Regions from separate parts of the Ovis aries genome. Here region 2 is linked to region 1. The links are chromatin contacts, called in public Hi-C maps. All regions are on one chromosome and are shown on one strand. Each heading gives the region's core, a stretch centred on a gene start, on an enhancer-like site or on the middle of the called end of the contact. The rest is flanking DNA. Distances are from core to core; before and after follow the strand shown.

Evidence for each region. A called contact is a pair of places that touch in the nucleus more often than the background predicts.
Region 2: a Hi-C map of liver shows a contact between it and region 1, with 2.5 times the contacts expected there. The contact joins two enhancer-like sites. A contact is called at or near these places in 5 of 16 Hi-C or Micro-C datasets (liver, mixed tissues, muscle and 1 more).

What each region holds. Positions count from the first base shown.
Region 1 is chr4:89,542,892-89,546,858 of ARS-UI_Ramb_v3.0, reverse strand. It overlaps ASB15 (ankyrin repeat and SOCS box containing 15), which reads right to left. Exons shown (of 11, transcript XM_004008024.6): 11 at 1-3,186. The coding sequence ends at 3,014. Among named protein-coding and RNA genes, the nearest start is that of LMOD2, 17 kb to the left of the region's middle. Within about 2 kb of position 1,573, at least 1 of the 54 cell types and tissues checked has an H3K27ac peak or open chromatin away from gene starts, as enhancers often do. A contact at or near this core is called in liver, where this site is marked.
Region 2 is chr4:89,618,408-89,622,823 of ARS-UI_Ramb_v3.0, reverse strand. The region is part of intron 5 of WASL (WASP like actin nucleation promoting factor); the gene reads left to right. Among named protein-coding and RNA genes, the nearest start is that of WASL, 55 kb to the left of the region's middle. Within about 2 kb of position 2,678, at least 1 of the 54 cell types and tissues checked has an H3K27ac peak or open chromatin away from gene starts, as enhancers often do. A contact at or near this core is called in liver, where this site is marked.

The DNA.
Region 1 (3,967 bases), core at 324-2,823:
AAATCTTAAAAAAAAAATCTACTTAGAGTAAGATTATAGATAACAACGCATTTTAGCCACAAGTAGGAGAGCAACAGAGGAATCACAGGAATCCCATACCCAAAACATTATAGTTCTAATTAAATACATTAGAGTTTAATCTATATGAAAATATATTCTTTAGGGAATAAAAGTGGTTAAAAGTTATGTCTAATTATACATTTTTTTCATACTTATAGCTAGAGCTAAATACAATTTGTATAGCTCATAAACTAGTGAGATAGTACTATTGAAAGAATACAATAACTCAAGATAAAAATGACTATAAGAAAATCTAAGAATGAATCCAAGTAATTACATAATTAAAGCTATATAACCAATTCAGAGATTCAGAACTATCATTTTACCATGAGGTCACTGATTAATTTTGTCTGGATCTTATACAACATAACATTCACTCATTCAATGTATTCAACAAGTAATTTTTGCATTCTCTCTATGCTCTAGGGAATGTGTTTGACCCAAAAAAACCCTGTAAAACAAATTGGACATAGACCCTGCCCTCACAGAGCTTACAGTCTAGTGGACAGACAGATGGGAACATAGGTTTCTGTAACACAGCATGAGAAATGCTGTTCTAGGGCCTCCCATCCTAGAGGCAGGAACACCTAAACTGAGACCTGTAGGATAAGGGGTGGAGGGAGGAAGAAGGAGATGGAAAGGGGATGCCAGGCAGAAGGAGAAGAACATACAAAGGCCCCGAGGGCCAAGAAAATAGTCTCTTTTAAAACAGTGGTTCCCAAATCAAAGACCTCAGAGACTTGTTGGGCTAGAATGAAATTTTCACTCATCAATGTGACAGTGGTTCCCAAATCAAAGACCTCAGAGACTTGTTGGGCTAGAATGAAATTTTCACTCATCAATGTGGAAATGAAGACCAAACTGTTAAGTTTTTACAAAGATAAAGTAATTCAATTTTAATAATTGAGTTTAAGGCAGCCCCATTTTCTGGCATTAAAATGGCCCTTCTTTTATGAAATATCCATGATAATAGATTTTATATATGTATATATAAAACAGATGACCCTATTTTTAAAACAGAAACTAGTGATGTATAGGTAGACTAGTTGGTGAAGAATCTGCCTGCAGTGTAGGAGACCCAGATTCTATCCCTGGGTTGGGAAGATCCCCTGGAGAAGGAAACGGTAACCTACTCCAGTATTCTTGCCTGAAAAACCTCATGGACAGAGGAGCCTGGTGGGCTACAGTCCATGGGATTGCCAGAGTCGGACATGACTTTGTGACTAAACCACCACCACAGTGATGTATAAAATCACTGTTCAAAGCATTAACTTATCAGAGGTATTTAACATGTTTAAAGAGCTGGCATACGGGAGACACCAAGAGATAAGGCTAAGAGGAAGGCAGGGATTTGGAGCAGATGGAGAACTTTGGACTTTATCCCAAGAGCAGTGGGAATGATTTTAAGCAGGGGAGTGAAACTTGCTTACATTTGTAAAAGATCACTCTGGGATGTTCTGTGTAGAACATGGGTTAGATGAGGCAAGATAGCAGAGAGGAGGATCAGTTTGGCAACACTGCAATATCCCAGGAAGAAAGGAGATAAGAGCTGGTATTCAGGCTGAATCAGTGAGACTGAGTAGAAGATGACTTCATGAAATAAACTTGGATAAGGAAAATGGGATGGTCAAATTTTATGTGCAAGTTTTGACTTGGGAAACTGAATCAATAATTGGGTTAATGAGAGTCCCTTGGACTGCAAGGAGATCAAACCAGTCAATTCTAAAGGAAATCAGTCCTGAATATACATTGGAAGGACTGATGCTCAAGCTGAAGTTCCAATACTTTGGCCACCTGATACAAAGAACTGACTCACTTGAAAACACCCTGATGCTGGGAAAGATTGAAGGCAGGAGGAGAAGGGGATGACAGAGGATGAGATGGTTGGATGGCATCACTGACTCAATGGACGTGAGTTTGAGCAAGCTCTGGGAGTTGGTGCAGGACAGGGAAGCCTGGCATGCTGCAGTCCATGGGGTCACAAAGAGTCAGATATGACTGAGCGACTGAATAATTGAGCTAGAGATAGTAAAAGAAGGAGCTCCCCCCCTTTTTTGTGGAGGAAGACAACACATTTGCTTTAGGATATGTTGAATTTGAGGTTCCTTTGTGTTCAAAGGTCCTGTAGGCCAATTGTCTACACAGGTCTCATGTGCATGAGAGAAAAAGTTGAACTTCAGATATAAATTTACAGTCAAAAAACATGTAGGTTGTAAATAAAACCATGGGTATGGATGAAATGTCCTGTTGAACGGAGCGTAAAAAAAGAGAACTTAAGATATGTTACTAAAGAGTTGGTAGGAGGTGCACAAGAAAGAAGCCAGAAACAGAGTGGTTAGACCGGCTGGAAGAGAGCCAAGAGAACAAGATACCTGGAAAACCAAGGGAAGACCATTTCCTGGAGTAGAGTAGGTAATAGTGTCAGATGCGGCAGCAATCAGTTGCAAAGACTGGAGGATGCTCACGGAAAGTAGCAACAAGCAAGTTGATAAGGACCAGGGGAAGGGCAGTGGAGGGAGTAGAAGCCAGATAACAATGAGGGCATCTGCAGAGACAGGGAGGAGCTCTTTTATACAGTGTGGCAATAAGAGAAAGGACAGAATGGGCCAGCAACTGGGGTTTGAGAAAGTGATTGATTGTTTTACGAGCAAAGGAGAGACTTGCTCATGGATACTGTAGGAGCCACCTGATAAGGAGAGTTTGAAGACTTGTTGCGAGCAAAGATAATCAATAGAAAATCACATGCAAAATATTAACTCTCTTAAAAAAAAATCACAATGTAAAGTTCTTTAAAGATGTGAAATATGGTGTTCCCCAAAGAACCCAGGATCCAGTTATAAAATTGTCAGTGGATTTAAATATATGTCAGGATGTAAAACGATTCCAAGAAATTCTCCGAGGGAATCTCATTTAAACATATTTTTAAAGTCACATTTAAAAATATTATTTTAAATTATGGCAGTTTTAGCTCTTGTCCATAGAGGTCATACTCTTTAAATAATATGTATCTTTGAATAGTTGGTGGTAGAGAGAGCTTCTCCATCGAGGTTGGCTGGCAGAGCCGCTGTAGCCCCATCAGTCTTCGAATTTTTAACCGACATAAATGCTTTAATGAGCATGGATTCTCTAAAGTGAATGGGGAAAACAAGCAAAAAATAAAAACAATATGAATGAACCTATAAGATACAGACTGTTTTAGAATAATACTAAGTGTCATTCTAAAAAACAAGCATGCACATGTTAGTAACTTGTGACTGAGTAAAATTCAAATTGCAATTAAGCATTCCACACCCTTCCTCTAGAATGCAAGCTCCATTGAGGTAGGTATTTAGTGTGTCTCTGTGTCAAAAACTCTGGTACTTTGGCCACTTCATGCGAAGAGTTGACTCATTGGGAAAGACTCTGATGCTGGGAGGGATTGGGGGCAGGAGGAAAAGGGGACGACAGAGGATGAGATGGCTGGATGGCATCACCGACTCAATGGATGTGAGTCTGAGTGAACTCTGGGAGTTGGTGATGGACAGGGAGGCCTGGCGTGCTGTGATTCATGGGGTCACAAAGAGTCAGACATGACTGAGCATCTGAACTGAACTGAACTGTGTCAAAAACAGAGCTTGACTTCTAGGGAGTGTTCAACTAGAATATGCTTTTTGTTTTTGTTTTTAACCTCGCCATGTGACATGGGGGATCTTCCTCCCTTGGGGATCAAACTCCCTGCAGTGGGAGCGTGGCCTTAATCACTGGACTATCAGGGAAGTACAGAATATGTTAAATGAATGAATGGACTTGATTAAAGGAAGCAAATGCTCATATCTCCTACTATTTATTGTTTAGAACTGAGTATTTTAGAGATACATTCCTTCGCTTCTGTTCTCTCCTACCAATCTTTCTGATGAATAGTTATCTG
Region 2 (4,416 bases), core at 1,429-3,928, 75 kb before region 1:
ATTTCCTTCTCCAGGGGATCTTCCGACCGAGGGATTGAACCCAAGTCTCTAACATCTCGGGCATTGGCAGCCAGGTTCTTTACCACTAGCGCCACCTGGGAAGCCCCATCATACACATGAATACCTACTATTTAATATGTATGATTAAATATTGTAGTTTATTGTGTTATTTTAAAATAAATAATAGGTGGGGACTTAGAAATGTACTATTCTTTGGCTTTTTTCTAGGATGAGGGAAGACAACAAAGGGTGCCGTTCACTGTTAATTACATCTTAATTCCTATGTACAGTTGATTTAAGTTAAAAAATTATACAAACTGGTCTTAATGTCTTCCTTAAAAAAACAGTAAATTTTATCTATCATATTTCTTCATTTCCTACTTTCATGTTTCTTTTTTTTTTTCTTATTTCAAAAGATTATTTTGCAATGTGAATATGAAACTAGCCCCTTTCAGAATGAACACTTAACTGTTCTGGTGTGTTTAAATAAATAGTAGCTGTGCTTACTGTGCTGATGTGTTTAGAACACATAGTAGCTGCACATAATCCTCTTTAATTTGATAATGAAGTAATATGGATTGAAGTATTAGTAACTGAAATAATGTAGATTGATTTATTTAAAATATATGTAGTTATACTAAAGAATAAAACAGGATACTAAGATAGAAAGGACAAGGTCCTAGATCTTTTGTGCAGAGTTTCATCCTGGATCCCATAAACCCTAGCTAAAGTTTTGTGCTAAATATTGTATATATGAGAAGGAAATGACAACCCACTCCAGTATTCTTGCCTGGAGAACCCCATGGACGGAGGAGCCTGGTGGGATACAGTCCATGGGGTCGCAGAGTCGGACACGACTGAGTGACTTCACTTCACTTTCACTTTCTTTTCTCTGGGGGGAGAGGATCCATGGCTTTCATCGCATTGAAATGGGATCCCTGATCCTATGATAGTAAAGATACGTTGTTCCAGTAGCCTTTGTTATAGTGGGAAATCTGGCTGCTGCTTTTTCAAAGTCATCTCAATTCTCTCATCAGAATGTAGGATGATTATTCAGGGAAACACTTAATATAATACAGAGTTCTTAATATATGACAACTGTTGGTGGTTGTTGGTTTTTGTTTCTTTTAAACCAACATATTATTTTCTGATTTTGTCCTTAAATTTGTTTTTGTGATAGAATAACATGAACCAGACATTGCTGTATTAGATTTTGGATTATTTACCTTATTAGAATTTTTCTAAAAACTTGACTACTTAATATGTGCCAAACATTGTATACTTCGACTTTCTCTTTTGATTAGAAATTTTTAATACTTAGGTTACAGGACTGCTTTGGGATAAATAAAGTAATCAAAGTGTTTAGCATGGTGCTTAATACTAGTTACCACGATGAAGACAGTGACAGTGACCATACTTACAGCTACCCTTTAATGGTCATTTGCTACTTGCCAGGCATTGTCCAGAAACCACATGAAGTAGCAGCTATTATCCCTGATGTAGGTGAGAAGACTGGCACAGATAGGTGACTTGCTCAGGGTCACAGAACTAGGAAAGTGGAGCAAGATTCAGTCTCAAGTGTTCTAGCTCCAGAGCCTGGCTCCTTAACCGCTGTGCTGTAACCACTGTGCTACATACATCAGGATGGTTTTGAAGGAGAAACTGAGACCTAGAGAGGCTACATAACATGCCTTGAGGTGTGCAGCTAGTATGTCACAGAAACAAGGGAAGCAGAGCAGCTGAGCCAGAAATCTTTCATCTGTGAACCTTTAATGTAGCATTAGAAGTTTTTCCACTTGTTGTGTGCTCAATATTTTAATCTCTTTTAATTTATTAAACTATTTGGCCTTCTGTGAGCATATATTAAGTACTAGTGTGGAAGGCTTCCTAGTGTTAGCATCTTTAGGGGAAGTAATCTGAGATTATAAAGTGTAGATGTTGTACAAATAACATAATTAAAGTTAAGGATGTAAGTACTTTTTGATTTTGTAATTTAATCAATACATATGAAATATATTTTTGAAGAAGCACCTAATCCACAATGATTTGAATTTGGGTATTCTTTATGTGACAGTGATGTCTTACAATTTTATTATCCCTAGTAAGAAGTACTCATAATTAAAAGAACCATTATGGTTCTTGGTTGTAAATCTTAAGATACAAAGTTTTAACCTTTTGGTACAGTGGTCCCAAACTTTTTTTCATTAAATAAACAGAAAATTAAAAAATGGTATTGTTAAAAAATTATACAGTATGTGTTGCCAATATTTGCATACTTATTTATTTATAAGATACACATACAATTATTAATAGAAATTTTCATATTTTTCCCTGAGGTCTCAGAAAGATGACCTATTGCTTTTCTGCATTTGCTGCACTGCCACTAGGTGGCGGTGGATGCTTTTAACCGCCTTGCAGAGTCCATGCAGGGGCTTTGTTCCAATCCTCATTTCGATCAGTCTAGCCGACCTTTTCAAATTGTAACTGTAAAAAAGACACTTTATGTAGAAGTTACATGTATTCCTGCCGTAAAGTACATTTAGGACAAGTGTTTTCCTCATTAACTCCTAATCCATACACTTTTCTTTTTTTTCTTTATTGATCAACCTCACCTTTTAACTTAGACGCTTGCCAATGATTTGTTCTCAGCTTCATTACTGCTTGACATCAGAGGTCACTAGGCCACCTGTTTCTCAACTATTTTACCTTGGTGAGAGCTCTCTGCCTTTTATGTAATTAAGTGGGAGAGTTTAGTTCTTTTAGTTTTAAATTTAACTAGAAATGCTGTTGAGTGAGAATATTTAAAAAACCTTTTCTCTAATAGTTGTTGTTCGTCAGAAGAAGGTAATTTGTCATAACTGCTTTTTGAAAAAGAAGGGAAACAGCACCCCTTCATTATGTATTTACAGAATACATGTTCTTAGGATGAGTATAATTTCAGAAATGGAATAAGTAAAGTTTACTAGAAATGATTTATTTCTATTACCATATCTTTCATAAACTTTATTTTAAAAATGATTCTGTACTTTATACAAGTTATTAATTTTTTAGTCTGTCACTTTTAACTATTTAATTAGGTTTTAGAACATTATTTTAAATTTATTTCCTAACATCTTCAAATGCTGCCAACTAAAATAGCCAAATACTTAGTCTCTTGAATGTGTAAAAAGCCCTTTTTTCTAAATTTTGAAACTCATAACCATTTCTTGTAACAGTTGGACCACAAACTAAAAGAACTGATAAACTGGTAAAGACATAAAATATGCTCATTGTAAAGTTAGCGCTCTTGATCAGTCTTGTCATTTAACTGTTGTGTAGAAGGTACAGTAGTTAATAGAAAGAGTAGTGGACTAGAAACCAAGATAGCAGAGTTTACCTTTTGCTTTGTCACTGTGTGACTTTAGACAAGTCACCTGCCTCTTTCTGTCCTTAATTGTTGTTTTTTGTTTGTTTTGGTTTTTATTATAGAAAGAACACAGCTGAGTATCATTCTGTTGATGATGACACTGTCCTTAGTTTTTGTCTAAAATGAAAGATTTCAAAAAACTAGCTAATTTCCCAGCTTATACCAGTTTTTTTAATAGGTCTCTAAAATCTGAATTTTTCTATATAGACTTAATTAAATAGTGTTTTTTAACCAATACTGATGAAGTTTGTGTGAAATAACACTAAGTAGCTAATGGCACAGCTTGGTAGATGTATAACAATATATCCACACCTGATTTTGGAGAACAGTGAGGAGGGGAAACTTTGGTATTCCTTCTGAATATCACTTATGTTTCATTCCTGTCCTTTCATCCTTGACTTTCTTCAGGATGGCTGAGTTATTTTCTCTAGTGACTTGTAAATCAGGCTTACAAGCATCTTAACTTTATTATTTCCCAGAAAAGAATTTACTAGCTTGAATAATTTAAACTGTTAACTTTACCAACTTTATACCATTTAGGACATTTTTAGGGTAATAGGTTACTTTTATATAAACTAAAGTAACATCAAAATATTTTTACTATTCTTTTTTCCTAAAATTAATTACAACTGTTAAATTTTTGTTTTGTTTTTCCGGCTGCACCACACAGCTTGTGGGATCTTAGTTGCCCAACCAGGATTGAACCCAGTCCTCATGCAGTAGAAGTGCAGAGTCCACTGAAACACCAGGGAATTCCCAAATTTCTGTTGTTTTATAATGGAGGATCCGGTTATTCCTTTATTACTGCTATTTGGACACACCTATTTCAGGAAGGATGACGTGCATAAAGAGAGTATCTAACTCTGATATACCTCAAACTGACTTCAGTACAGTTCAGTCCCTCAGTTGTGTCCGACTCTTAGCGACCCCATGGACCTCAGCAAGGCAGGCCTCCCTGTCCAAAAACAACTCCCGGAGTTTACCCAAACTCATGTCCTTTGAGTCGGTGA